2 separate regions of the Muntiacus reevesi genome follow, and region 1 is linked to region 2. The links are chromatin contacts, called in public Hi-C maps. All regions are on one chromosome and are shown on one strand. The core of a region is the stretch at or near the end of the contact, and the rest is flanking DNA. Distances in the headings are between cores, read along the strand shown.

The links. A called contact is a pair of places that touch in the nucleus more often than the background predicts.
Region 1: a contact with region 2 is called in a Hi-C map of muscle, with 3 times the contacts expected there. The contact joins the promoter of RAD52 here to the promoter of CCDC77 in region 2. A contact is called at or near these places in 2 of 3 Hi-C or Micro-C datasets (blood and muscle).

What each region holds. Positions count from the first base shown.
Region 1 is chr1:51,348,430-51,354,955 of mMunRee1.1, reverse strand. It overlaps RAD52 (RAD52 homolog, DNA repair protein), which reads left to right and starts at 1,434. Exons shown (of 13, transcript XM_065943020.1): 1 at 1,434-1,610.
Region 2 is chr1:50,913,332-50,919,855 of mMunRee1.1, reverse strand. CCDC77 (coiled-coil domain containing 77) reads right to left here and starts at 3,961. Exons shown (of 12, transcript XM_065942923.1): 1 at 3,920-3,961.

The DNA.
Region 1 (6,526 bases), core at 185-2,684, 440 kb before region 2:
CTTTCTTAATGGTCCAACTCTCACATTCATACATGACTACTGGAAAAACCATAGCTTTGACAAAGTTATGTCTTTGCTTTTTAATATGCTGTCAAGGTTGGTCATAGCTTCTCTTCCAAGGAGCAAGCGTCTTTAATTTCATGGCTGCAGTCACCATCTGCAGTGATTTTTGGAGCCCAAGAAAATAAAATCTGTCACTGTTTCCATTGTTTGCCTGTCTATTTGCCATGAAGTGATGGGATCGGATGCCATCACCCTCGTTTTCTTAATGTTGAGTTTTAAGCCAGCTTTTTCACTCTTTTTCACTTTCATGAAGAGGCCCTTCAGTTCCTCTTTGCTAAGGAAGGAAGGAAGGAAGGAAAGAAATGAAGTCACTCAGTCGTGTCTGACTCTTTGCGACCCCATCTATGGATAGTAGCCTACCAGGCTTCTCTGTCCATGGGATTTTCCAGGCAAGAGTACTGGGAGTGGGTTGCCATTTCCTTCTCCAGGGGATCTTCCTAACTCAGGGATCGAACCCAGGGCTCCTACATTGTAGGCAGACGCTTTTACCGTATGAGCCACCAGAGAAGTCATTCTGCCATAAGGATGGCGTCATCTGCATGTCCGAGGTTATTGACATTTTCCTGGCAATCTTGATTCCAGCTTATGCTTCATCCAGCCTGGCATTCCACATGAGCTACTTTGCATATAAGTTAAATAAGCAGGGTGACAGTATACATCCTTGACGGACTCCTTTCCCAATTTGAAACCAGTCCGTTGGCCTGGGGACCGAGCGGCAAGGGGCATGTTCCGGAGGGCCCGTCCCCCTGCAGTCCCTGCCGGGCTCTGATGACCATAGCAGCCTCGAAGCACCGGGGGCGCCAAGCAACCGGGCAGTCCTTGCTGGGCTTGGGGCGCAGAGGGCGATGCGGCGAGCTCGCTGGGCGCCAGGGGGCAGCAGAGGTCACGGTGACGTAGGACATGCGGGAGCCGAGCGGCGGGCACGGTGGTCCGGGTCGTACTGCCAGCTTGCTTTACGGCTTTCAACAGACGGCTCTGCTCCCATCTGTCGACTTGACTTGCGGCTTCTCTTTCTATGCCCCGCAGTGGTCCGGCGCGAGTTCAGTTGGACCTACTCCTTTCCCACGGTCCTCCACTCAGCCATCCTAAGCAGGGTGGGGTTCGGGCCACCCCGCCCCGGGGCGTTGTCGCTCAGACCTTCTCCCCATGGTCCTCTGCGTGCCCTTCAGGCCTCCTCGTCCGTTGCGGTGTTTCCGAAACCTTCTTCCCAGGATCCTCTGCGCGGCCGTTCAAGCGCCCTGCTGCGTATTGAGGCCGTCACCGCTGGCGCGATTTCTTCCAGACCTTCTTCCCAAGATCCTCTGCGGGTCGTGCCTAGTGCCCTTCCGCGCGTTCAGACCGCATCCGCTGGTGTGGTCTCGCCCAGACCTTTTTTCCAGAGTCCTCTTGGCGGCCGTGCCTAGTGCCCGTCCGCACGTTCAGGTCCCCTCCGCCCGCGCGTTCTTGCCCAGACCTTCTTCCCAGGGTTCTCCAGGCGGCCGTATCCCAGGGAGTTTCTGTGCGTTCAGTCTGGACAGAACTCGGTCCGGCCTGCGCGGCTGAGGCGCGTAAGTGGAGTCGCCGTCGGGTGGGAGTTCGCGTTGCTGGTCCCGGCTTAGCAGTTCCGCGCCCAGCGGTGTGTGATGTGCCGTGAGGGCCTCGGGCCGTGCGAGCGGGCGGGCGGCCGGGGCCGGGGTCGCGGGCTCAGTGATGCTCGGGGCGGGGACCGAGGGCTGATACGCCCACTGGCGCCAGGCGGGAAAGGCGTTGGTGTTTCGGCGTAGTTTGACCGGTCAGCGCGTCAGCTCTTGTGGCGCTTTCAAACAAACGAGCCGGAATCCACACACGGTGGAATCCCTCAGTCTGAAGACACCGGCTGCGTGGCTTCGGCGCCTTCTCCGGGCCGGGCAGCGCCGCAGTCGCCGCTAGTGTGGAGCGTGAGGGGCACCCGGAGCCCCGCGAGCTCGTTAGCTGACGCGGCTCACCTGGTCCGGCGGGGTCGGCGCTCCTCGGTCCACGGCCGCTGGGCGGCGTTTCGTCGAGGGGGGAGCCTTGCTTTCTTTATCCGTTAACTGATGGGCTTTGGGTTTTTGCGCTTTCTGGTCTCCGAGTCCGTTTAAGGTCTGTTCCTCCCGGGGACTCACAGACCGAGGCACAAACTTCTGAAATCTAAATTCTCCCCCAGCCTGGAGCTCTGGGTCCGGGTCAGGTGTTTCGGCGGCATCGGGTCTGGTTTTTTCGGAAAGGTTTGTACAGTTTTCTTTTCTCAGTATAGCACTCCTGGACCCTTGGCTTGGTGGTCACGGGCCGGAGCAGCGTTCGTGTGCGGGGCTCGCTGGAGACGCCGCCAGGCCGTCTGTCCAGTGATGCTCACCGGGTGGGCTGGACACGAGCGGACGGATGATGTAGAGTCGGGGTTCGGGGGGCGGGGCTCATCTCCGAGCAGACCTAGCGCGCCTTCGGTGTTTGTGGGTTCACGGACCGGCCCCCGAACAGAACCAGCACTCAGGGCGCCTGGCCGGTGTGCGGGGTGACCCTCGCGCTGTCCCTGCCGAAGTCTGGCGGACCGCCCCTCTGCCTGCTTATTTCAGACTGTAAACCAGCGGCCTCGTTGTCCTTCAGTGCCACAGTTTAAGCTTTTTATTCGTGATTCCACTGTTTCTTTAGCCCATTTCTAAAAAATTGATTCAAAGATTCTTTAAGTTCTGTAATTCTTTACAATTTTCCAGCTTCGCTCACACGAGATCGTGGGCATAAGGTTGTGTTAACAACCCTCTTTTTCCCACTACCCCTGCCTTGCCCCTCCCTCCTTCGCTCCCGCACTGGTACCACCACTGAGTTCACTAGTGAGTCTGCTTCTCTTTTGTTGACTAGTGTGTTGTGTTGTTTCAGTTCCACCTGTGAGTGACATCACATGGTGTTTGTCGTTCTCTCTCTGACGGACATAGTATAACGCCCTCCCAAGTCCATCCCTGTCTAGAAGGTCCTCCAAGCTTGTTGGTGCAGGAAGGCAGGCTTCTTTCTGATGAGCTTTGTTCAGGTGTGAGTTAGGTGCTGTCAGCTGTGAGTTCAGTGTTAAGGAATCAGCAGTGTCTTACTTAAATAGGGTGCCTTTAATAGAAACATGAAGAGCAAGGCTTTGTACTGACTGGTTGATGGAAATGAAGCAACCGGAGGCTGGAGGGAACCTAACCCAGTGTTTCTGCAGGAGCAGTGGCTGGGTCTTGAATCAGTCAGTGCTCAGGGTACCTGTAGAACAGACCACCACCAACAGTGAGAGCGGACCATGTGACCAGTTTAATTACTCAGAAAGCTTTGTGGGGATATTTATTCCATTTCTGTGACTTCTAACATTTTTCCACCCAAGATATTCATTTTTAGTAAAGTCCTGGCAGTTTTGAAGTGGAAAAGAGCTAAAAATAAAGCTACCATTCTCTTTATTCTACAGGTTGGGTAGGGACTATGCTAAGTCCTAGAGATCCAGTCAGTAGTTAGTATACGGCCCCTGTGTTCTCAGCGGTGGAATGGGTTATAGTGTTACCTGTGCCGTGTGCTCAGTCGTGTCTGACTCTGTGGCCCACCAGGCCGTCTGTCCATGGGATTCTTCAGGCAAGAATACTGGAGTGGGGTGCTATTTCCTCCTCCAGGGAATTTTGCTAACCTAGGGATCGAACCCATGTGTCTTGCATCTCCTGCATTTGCAAGCCAGTTCTTTATTGCTGGGCTACCTGGGAAACCCATGTGCTGTGATGTCTGTCTAAATGCTATGGGAATTTAGGATTAATTCTGTTTAGAGTGTAGTGAGGTGTGTCAGGTTTCAAGGAGGAGAGGACATTTTGAGATCTTTTTTCCTCTTACTTAAATAATGCTTTTTATACTCTTGCTAAATTTAAAAAAGTTTTACAAACATGTGAGCAGCATGTACGTAAATGAAAATAAAGAATTTTGGTTTCTAGTCTTGGTGGTCTTGATCCTCATAGTCAGCACTTAACTGATCACTGAGCTTGGTCAGCTCAGCCTCAGTGACGCACATACAGAGTCCATACTTGTCATCTGTGGCTGTCACTTTGGTCGCCTCTGTGGTTTCCTCTGCCGACTGTTGTAGACTCCAACTGTGCTCTCCTGCAGTTATCCACTGCTGACAAGGAATATTTCCAGGCGAAAATATTGTATCATTCTCAACTTAAAATTTCCACTGCTCTCCCATGTTTATAAACTAAAGTTTTAAGCTTTTAAAGGTGGCTTATTCATGATAATGTTATCGGAAGGGTGTGTGTGATGGGAGGTCCATCTGCTCACCACTCAAAAGCCAATAAACAGGCCAGGTTGGGGGAAAGAAAAGTTTGCTTTGTTTCAGATGCCAGCAACTGAGGGGGAGTGTGGTGGACATCTGTCCAAAGACTGACTCTGCACCCCCCGCCCCCACAAGCAGGGGATGAGAGCTTTTATAGCTAGAGCTGTGGGGGGGGGGGGGGGCTGCATGCAGAAACAGCACAGTCATCTCTAAGTCATCTTCATATTGGTCATCACTGGTCTTCCTAGCATCATCTTGGTTGTTTTGTGTACAGTTAATCTTCAGTTCTGGGGTGCACGTGTTCCCATTTCTTTGCAGTCAGTTCTCAGAATTGTGGCAGCTCAAGTCCTTGGTTCAGTCTGGTCATCAAGAAGTTAACTTCTCCGCGTGGTGTTTTAGTATCTGTAAGACAGCTCACAGGATATGGCTCAGAGTATTACCTATAGTCCTTGAGAAAAAACTAAAGGTCCTTGACTATGCTTCATGACTACATCATTATTTAGTCTCCTTCGACTGTTTTCCTTTGTTTCCACGTTTTTTACTTTTCTGATTAAACTTATTATTTGAAATTTTCCACAGACAAAAAGCAAGCAGAGGACATGGGTGGGGGGCAAGGACCATATGGTCCTGCTCCATTTCAATTCCACGCCCCCCCCCCCCCCCCCCCCCCCCCGCCTTAAGCATTAAACTTAAAGCCAGCAGTCCTACACATCATGAGTAGTTATATCCTGGGACAACATTTGGTTCAGTCCCTCAGTTGTGTCCGACTCTTTGCTACCCCATGGACTGCAGCATGCCAGGCTTCCCTGTCCATCACCAACTCCCGGAGTTTACTCAGACTCATGTCCATTGAGTCCGTGATGCCATCCATCCATTTCACCCTCTGTTGTCCCCTTCTCCTCCAGCCTTCAATCTTTCCCAGCATCAGGATCTTTTCAAATGAGGTAGTTCTTCACATCAGGTGGACAAAGTATTGGAGTTTCAGCTTCAGCATCAATCCTTCCAATGAATATTGAGGATTGATTTCCTTTAGGATGGACTGGTTGGATCTCCTTTCAGTCCAAGGGACTCTCAAGAGTCTTCTCCAACACCACAGTTCAAAAGCATCAATTCTTCGGCGCTCAGCTTTCTTTATAATCCAACTCTCACATACATGACTACTGGAAAAACCATAGCTTTGACTAGACAGATCTTTGTTGGCAAAGTAATGTCTCTGCTTTTTAATATGCTGTCTAGGTTGGTCATAACTTTTCTTCCAAGGAGCAAGCGTCTTTTAACTTCATGGCTGCAGTCACCATCTGCAGTGATTTTGTGACAACATTACTGGACAGTTTTTCTATCCCAAGCATTAGTTCAAAAGTATCATTAGAAACAAAGCAGTTACTTTCCATTGGGTGTCTCTGTTACCAAAATCAGATCAATATTCCAGGAGAACTTTGCTTTTTTAACAGAGGGGAAGAAAAAGAAAGTTAGTCTTGTATCAGTTTACTGTTAATAGCAAAATTTATATACCTAATTAAATTTAGTCTAATCTTAATCTTGACAACATAAATTTTTTTCAAAAAAAATTTTTAATAAACCTTTTATCATTTTCTGGATTTGAATAAATTACTCCTATATTTCCCCCATCCAGAAACAGATGTAGGACAAAATTATTATCATCTTTGTTTTCAATAAAAATTATTTTTGTATACCTTTTTTTGCCAACAACACGTCTTACTTGTTTTTACATACTGAAATGCTTTCCTTATTATTTTTACATATTACAATTTTTAACCCTAGAAACTGTAACAAAACCAAGAAACAAGTGATTGAAATGTTATACCAGCATTTTCTGATTGGCAAACTTAAGAACATACTTCATAATCTCAAAAAACATACACTTTTAATAGCATAATTTTTTAAAATAGTACATGTATGTTTAATAAACCCAAGCATCTTTAGTTTTCCTCTTGCTTTTATAAGAAGACAAAAGTAGGTAAATTTAGAGTTGTTTGATTTGTGAGCGCTTATACTTTTTTAAACCTATTATGTAGAGCTTCTTTAAAAATTAACCTCAGCAGTATCATCCAAAGACAAAAACAAATACTGAGACATGGAAATATCCAGAGATCTCATTGTTTTATCTTTTTACCTTTTATGAATTAGGCATTGCAATTAATCTTACCAGTTTATGGATAATAGAATAGC
Region 2 (6,524 bases), core at 2,712-5,211:
TTGGATATTTACAATACTGGGATGGTTTCTGCCATACATCAACATGAATCGGCCATAGGTATACATGTGTCCCCCCAATCCTGAACCCCCCTCCCACCTTCCTCTCCACCCCATCCCTCTAGGTTGTCCAAGAGCACTGGTTTTGGGTGCCCTGCTTCACGCGTGGAACTCGCACAAGTCATCTATTTTACACATGGTAATGTATATGTCTCAATTATTCTGTCATATCATCCCATCCTCTCCTCCTCCCACGAAGCCCAAAAGTCTATACTTTATGTCTGTGTCTCCTTTGCTGTCCTGCAAGTAGGACTGTCAGTACCATCTTTCTACACAGATCAATCTTGTCACAGTAATTTTCAGGAAGATAAACTTCACTGTCAAAGAGGGAAGCCATGTTATGTGAAGGGGAGAGAGGGGGAGAGGGGAAGATGGGGAGATGGGGCATGGGAGGGGTTCTTCGTAAACTTGGCTTTGGGGAAAGCTTTCTCATCAAGCCTACTGTCACTCCACTGTGACTGTGAGCAGGCAAGAGGTGACATAATGGTCTATCCCAGCACTCTTCTGCTTGATAAATGTCTGCCTACAATCTTCAGTCCCTTGGGAGGAATTCTGTGAAAAGGAGTGAAAGCACGCACCACTTTGGTTAATTCCAGGTGCCATTTTCCTGCTCACAACCCCGTGCTCTTCCCCCTCCTCCTCCAACCTCCTTGAGCTTTCCTACAATTAGCCTCCCAGACACCACGTGCTCCTCATTTCCCTCCCTCCACACTGGCCACTGATCTTCAGTCACTTCTAGTTCTCATCTTTACTGCCTTGGCGACCTCATGAAGCCTTGTGGCTCTAAATACAAGGAACACACCAGTGGTTCTCAAATGCAGCCTCTAGTCCTGAGTGCCCTCAAGAGACTCATGCACCTCTGCCTGAGCAGGTCTCTCAAGCTTAACATGCCCCAAAGTGAGCCCCCCAACACAAGACCTCCCACCACCAAACCTGCCCTCTCAGGAGGTATGATCCACATTCCAAACAATTCACTCATTTCAATGTACAGCTCAGTGAGTTTAGTAGAGTCACAGACACATTCAACCATCACCATCAGGAGCTTTAGAACATCTTCAGCACTTCAAGAAACCCAGGTAACCTTCAGCTTCCCCTAAGCTCCACTCCACTGCAGCCCTAAGCAAGCACCAATCTACTTCCTGTCTCCACAGAGCTTCCTGTTCTGGACTTGCATGCCCATGGAATTGTCAGGTGAGTGTATGCTTCTCAGTTTCTGTCTCATCACACAAAGATTTGGAGTGATGGACATTAAAGCCCCCCTCGGTTGTCACAGCTCTTGGGTCTTGGACAGATCATGTTATAGCTCTCAGGTCTCGAACGGATCGTGTTATAGCTCTTAGATAAATCAGTGTTACAGCTCTAATTTATTTACATAATAGCAGGAAAATCCATCTTCGAGGCGTGAGGGCATGTCGACCCAAAAACGCCAAGAGAAGAGCGCCCCAGTGAGCGGGAGAGAGAGAGAGCTAGCTTTGGCTCCTCTTTTATATGTTTTTCTCTCCCTGGGCCTGTCCTATGTAAATTGGGCCAGCCAGGAGTGCTGTTTGTTTTATCTGAGGTTCTCACTCCGGTCCTCGGACCTTCCTTTGTTCTATTTTCACGGGCTTCTCCCTTCCAGGTCTTTTAGCCACTGCCATTCTGGACTCCTTTTCCCTATTCTAACTACCTAACAGAATCATATGGTATGTAGTCTTTCTGACTGACTGCTTTTATTTCGCCTAAACTTTTTAAGGCTCCTCTATGTTGCAGCACTCCATTCCTGTCTATGTATCTGGATGGCATCTGAAATGCCACTGTCCTCAAATCAGTGAAGAGCAAGTGGAGCTTTCTACGAACTTCTAACAACCTGTAACCTCTCACCTCCCTCTCTTCCTTACTCCTTCCTGACTTAGTGTACATCTACAAAAAGTTGCCTACACTCATGTCTCATTTAGCTTTATAATCTCTAAGACCTCAACTCTGCTACTACATCTGAACTGGAGTTGCCCTTCTTCATCAGCAGACATCCACATTCATAAGTCCAATGTTCTTTTGCTTCCGTCCTTCTCCATTCAACAAGTGCATTGATTGCCTGCCTGACAATGTTAACCTTCTTTTTTAAAATATTGCTTTGTGGTTGAGAGCACAGGTTCTGAAATCAAGCAGACTTGGGTTTGAGCCAAAGTTCTGTCCCCTATTAGCTGTGTGGCCTTGAGGAAGTTTTTACTTAATCTCTTTAAACTTCAGTTACTCATTAGAAAATGGGGATAATAATAGCATATATGTCACAGGCTGTTGTAAGGATTAAATGAATAGAAGAGCAGAGCACATGTCCAACACATTTAAGCACTCAAAAAATGCATACAATTACTATTTTCACTGAAAATTTTACTCCCTTGGTTCAAAAGGCTTTGTCTTCAACTTTCTTTACTACTTCCTCTCTCCATTTCTTTGGAAACATTATTCCCACTTCTTTTTGATAATTACCTATATCATCTAAAACACGACCTGTAAAAGAATAACTTACAATGACTTTTAGAATGAATAAATGAGATCTTTCAATCTCCTGACTTGAATTTTCAATTATGTAACATATTTTCATCTATATATGTCCCATTGGAACTTGAAATGTTTAACTCAAAAAAAGAAAAAATCAGAATGAAGCAGCTCACTCCTGGGTCATGAACCCAGAAGTGTGGTCATAACTGACCAATGAAACTCCTTAATACTAAAAAAAATCATTCAAGCCACATATTTTTTAGCATCTTAAAGCTAATGCTCCCCAAATACATCACCTTTGTCACCCAAACATGTTCCTTCTGACCTTTCTATTTCAGTTACCAATTCAGCCTCTTTCAAGTAACCTGGATTTGAAAATGTATTCATTTCATTACTCCTTCTCTTGACCCTCTTCTGACAAGGACGGTGTTAATTAGGGATCCTCTATGTCTTCTTACCTAACCTACTACAATGACTTAACTGTTCTATCCAACCCCTCACCTGACTAAAAAGTTGTTAAGATTCATCGGTGTTTCTCATAGTCTAATGCTCTAAATCAAACTCTGCCTAACCCTCCCGGCTTTTTAAATGTATGGCCCAAACCTACCTCTCCTGCCTTGTTTTCCTCCACTCCCCTAATGTACTCCGGCGTCCATGTCTTTGTTCAGGAGTTTCCCTTCAGCTGGTCCACAGTTCCCTCCACTCATAGTCTCACTTAATGAAGTCCAATCTGCACACGATAAACTCAAGTACCACCTCCTCCATCTCTTCCCTGAGTCTCTCCATCCAAAACGAGCTAGCTGCAGAGGGAGCGCATTTGCCATTCTCTAAGAGGGGACGGAATAGGTTCTCTGCGGGTCCCACCTCTCCCACGACCGTGTGTACTATCTGCAGATGGAAGCATCGTCCTATCTCCTGAAAGAGCTTGGCCCTTTCCTTGTTTATAACACAAATTACAGTGTTTCAGTCAGCTTCTACCCATCCCTATTTTTATTTGGGTTTAGCACTTGGGCATTTATTACTTTAACCCCACAACTCTGAAGGATCTTATCCCTCAACTTCACAAATGAGGAACGTGAGGCTGAGCCCGGCGGGGACGATGAGGGAATCCCAGGAGCTTACGTTCCGTACTCCTTTCTCCATTTCGTCCTGTTTTGACCCCGTGGAGACCAGAGTCCCCATCCTCCCGCGCCACCTATCCTCCCCCTAAAGATGCTAACTGTCCGTTACGGCCCGGGCCTCTCGACGAGCCCTTTCAGGCTCCCACCCCTCCCCTCCGCACTGCTCACACAGTTAGTACCCCAGCCCCGGGCACAATCCCTCTTTTCCTCCCCAGACCCCTTCCCTGACCCCCCCCCCTCCTGGAACCCGGAACTCCACTCACCCTGCCTGGAGCCGCAGACGCCAAGCGCCCAACAAAAAAAAAACACTCAAACCGGGGGGCGGCGCGGCAGGCACGAGCCCGCCCAATCGCTCATTGGCTTACACAGCTTCTGGATTGCGCACCAATAGGAAAGCTGTTCATACAAAGGCTCGCCCCCCCCCCTCCCTTCCCGCCCTCCCTCGCGCTCCTTGCCCCGCAGAGGTTACTGGGAAATATAGTTTCACCTCTGCACACAGCACTCCTGGTGAAGGAGGTCCGGGCGGGGGCGGAGGGGGGGGGGGGGGGGTGATGTTTGAGGTCAGTCGTGCTAGTCCTGGCGCAGTTTAGGTCTCCCAGTTTAGGCTTGTTTTCATGAATGCAGTAAATAATCACAGGATTATTATGAGTTGTGATATACGAATTTATCTCTAAGGAGGTGAAGAGTCTAAGACATTATAGTTTCTCCTTCAATGATCTGGTGGCCTAGAGCCAAGATAGGATTTGTTGGATCAGTTTGTACAGTCAGAAGAGTATGTATATGAATGCGCTTTTTATCGGGTAGCAGACACTACCTCCTTTTCCTAAGAGGTGTGAGAAACTTCCTTAAATCATATAGTTAGTTAAAATCCAATTGTGATTTCATCTTTGCAGAAGAGCAAGAAGTAGGGGGAAAGGCACTTTAGTCTCAGGGCTACAACTTTTGGAATGGGCTGGGACAGGGGACCCTTTACTGCAATGCTTGCACCTTGATAGATGACTCCTCCAGTAACAGAGTACAAAGAAACTATAAGGGAATAAAAATAACTGTGCATGCAGGGTTGTGGAAAATCATGAACAGTAAGAAACAAAAAGGCCAAAACCCAACCGCTGCTTGCACACAGAACCATTAAGGTGGCAGACAGACCACATAAGCCACCCCTTTGGCCCAGAGGCAAGTCACTTGTTTTCACTTCCTCCTGCTGCAGAATGAGCCCCAATAAAGCCTTGCCTGAATTTCTTACCTGGCCTCAATTTCTATTGATTAGAGTCCAAGGACCCTGGTTGGTAACACTACTGCTAAGGAAAACCTGGGACTCTTCACTGGTCTGACACATAAGCATGTCTAAAAGGAACTTGCCATCTTCTAAATCTGCTTTTCCACCTCTTTTTGATTTTCTGTTAGTTACAGTCAAGATATTCCCAGACACCTTAGCTCAGTATTTTTCTTTTGGCACCTGGGGTCTCCCAGGTAGCTCAGCTGGTAAAGAATCCACCTGCAATGCAGGAGACCCCAGTTCAATTTCTGGGTGGGGAATATCTGCTGGAGAAGGGATAGGCTACCCACTCCAGTATTCCTGGGCTTCCCTTGTGGCTCAGCTGGTAAAGAATCTGCCTGCTAATGTGGGAGACCTGGGTTCAATCCCTGGGTTTGGAGGATCCCCTGGAGAAGGGAACACTCCAGTAATATACTCCAGAAGGGAAAGGCTACCCATTCCAGTATTCTAGTCTGAAGAATTCCATGGACTGTATAAGCCATGGGATCATAAAGTCAGACACAACTGAGCGACTTTCACTTTGGCACCCAAATTAAAAAAAAAAATCATGGTGATCTTGTCATACTACTGGCTTTCAAATTTATATCTTACTACTTATTTCCACTCCATGTTGCATTATCTTTAGCTTGGACTATTTCCATAGATTTCTAACTGGCATTTTTGCCTAAAGATTCCCCTCCCCCCTTTTACAATCCATTCTATAAAAGATGATTTTTTTTTTTAAAGCATACTCTGGACAGGTCATACTATTACCTACCTGAGTTCCTGGACCCTTTAATCAATAGAAATTGAAAAGGGTCCAGAAGAAAAATTCCAGCAAGGCTTTATTGGGGCTCAGGGAGTGAAAACAAGTAACACTTTTCCTTGGCTCACTCAAAGCCACCCCTGCCCACCCACCCAGCAGGTCCTTTAAATAGGGTGAGGGTAGGGGTGGATGGGCCAGAGGGGTGGCTTAGGTGGTCGCCTGCCTCCTTGGTGGTACTGTGTCCAGGGATCATGGCAGTAGGGTTTTGGTCTTTTTGTATCTTATTATTCATAATTTGCCCCAACTGCTGCATGCACCACAGTTATTTTTAGTCCCTTGTGGTTTCTTTGTATTCTGTTGCCCAGGAGACTTGTCCAGGTGCAAACACTGCAGAAAAGGGACCCAGGGCCCAGGCTGTCTCAGTACTCCTGCTCCTAACTTCTAGTGACTCCCCAGAGTAGAGGATGAAATCGATACCAACAGGGCATTTAAACTTTGCCATAATCTGACCCCACCTATCTCTATTACAATAAATAACCAGTTTTTTCCTAAATGCAGCATGCACTTTGCAGCTTTCACTCACATTTTTTAAAAAAAATCTGAATTCACCTTTTCCATGAACCCTCACCCATAAAATTCTTACCAAGGCCAATGCAAATATCATCTTCTTAATTGGAAGTAACTCCTACCCCTTGATATTGAGGTAGTAAGTTGTCATTATATATAACATAGCTCTATTCAGATGTCATCAGCCTTGAGCCCTTCTCTGGTCGCCCTATCCCCACTTAACACCCTTCCACACTCTCCCTTCACTACTTTTTCAGACCTTATGGCCACCGAAAATAGT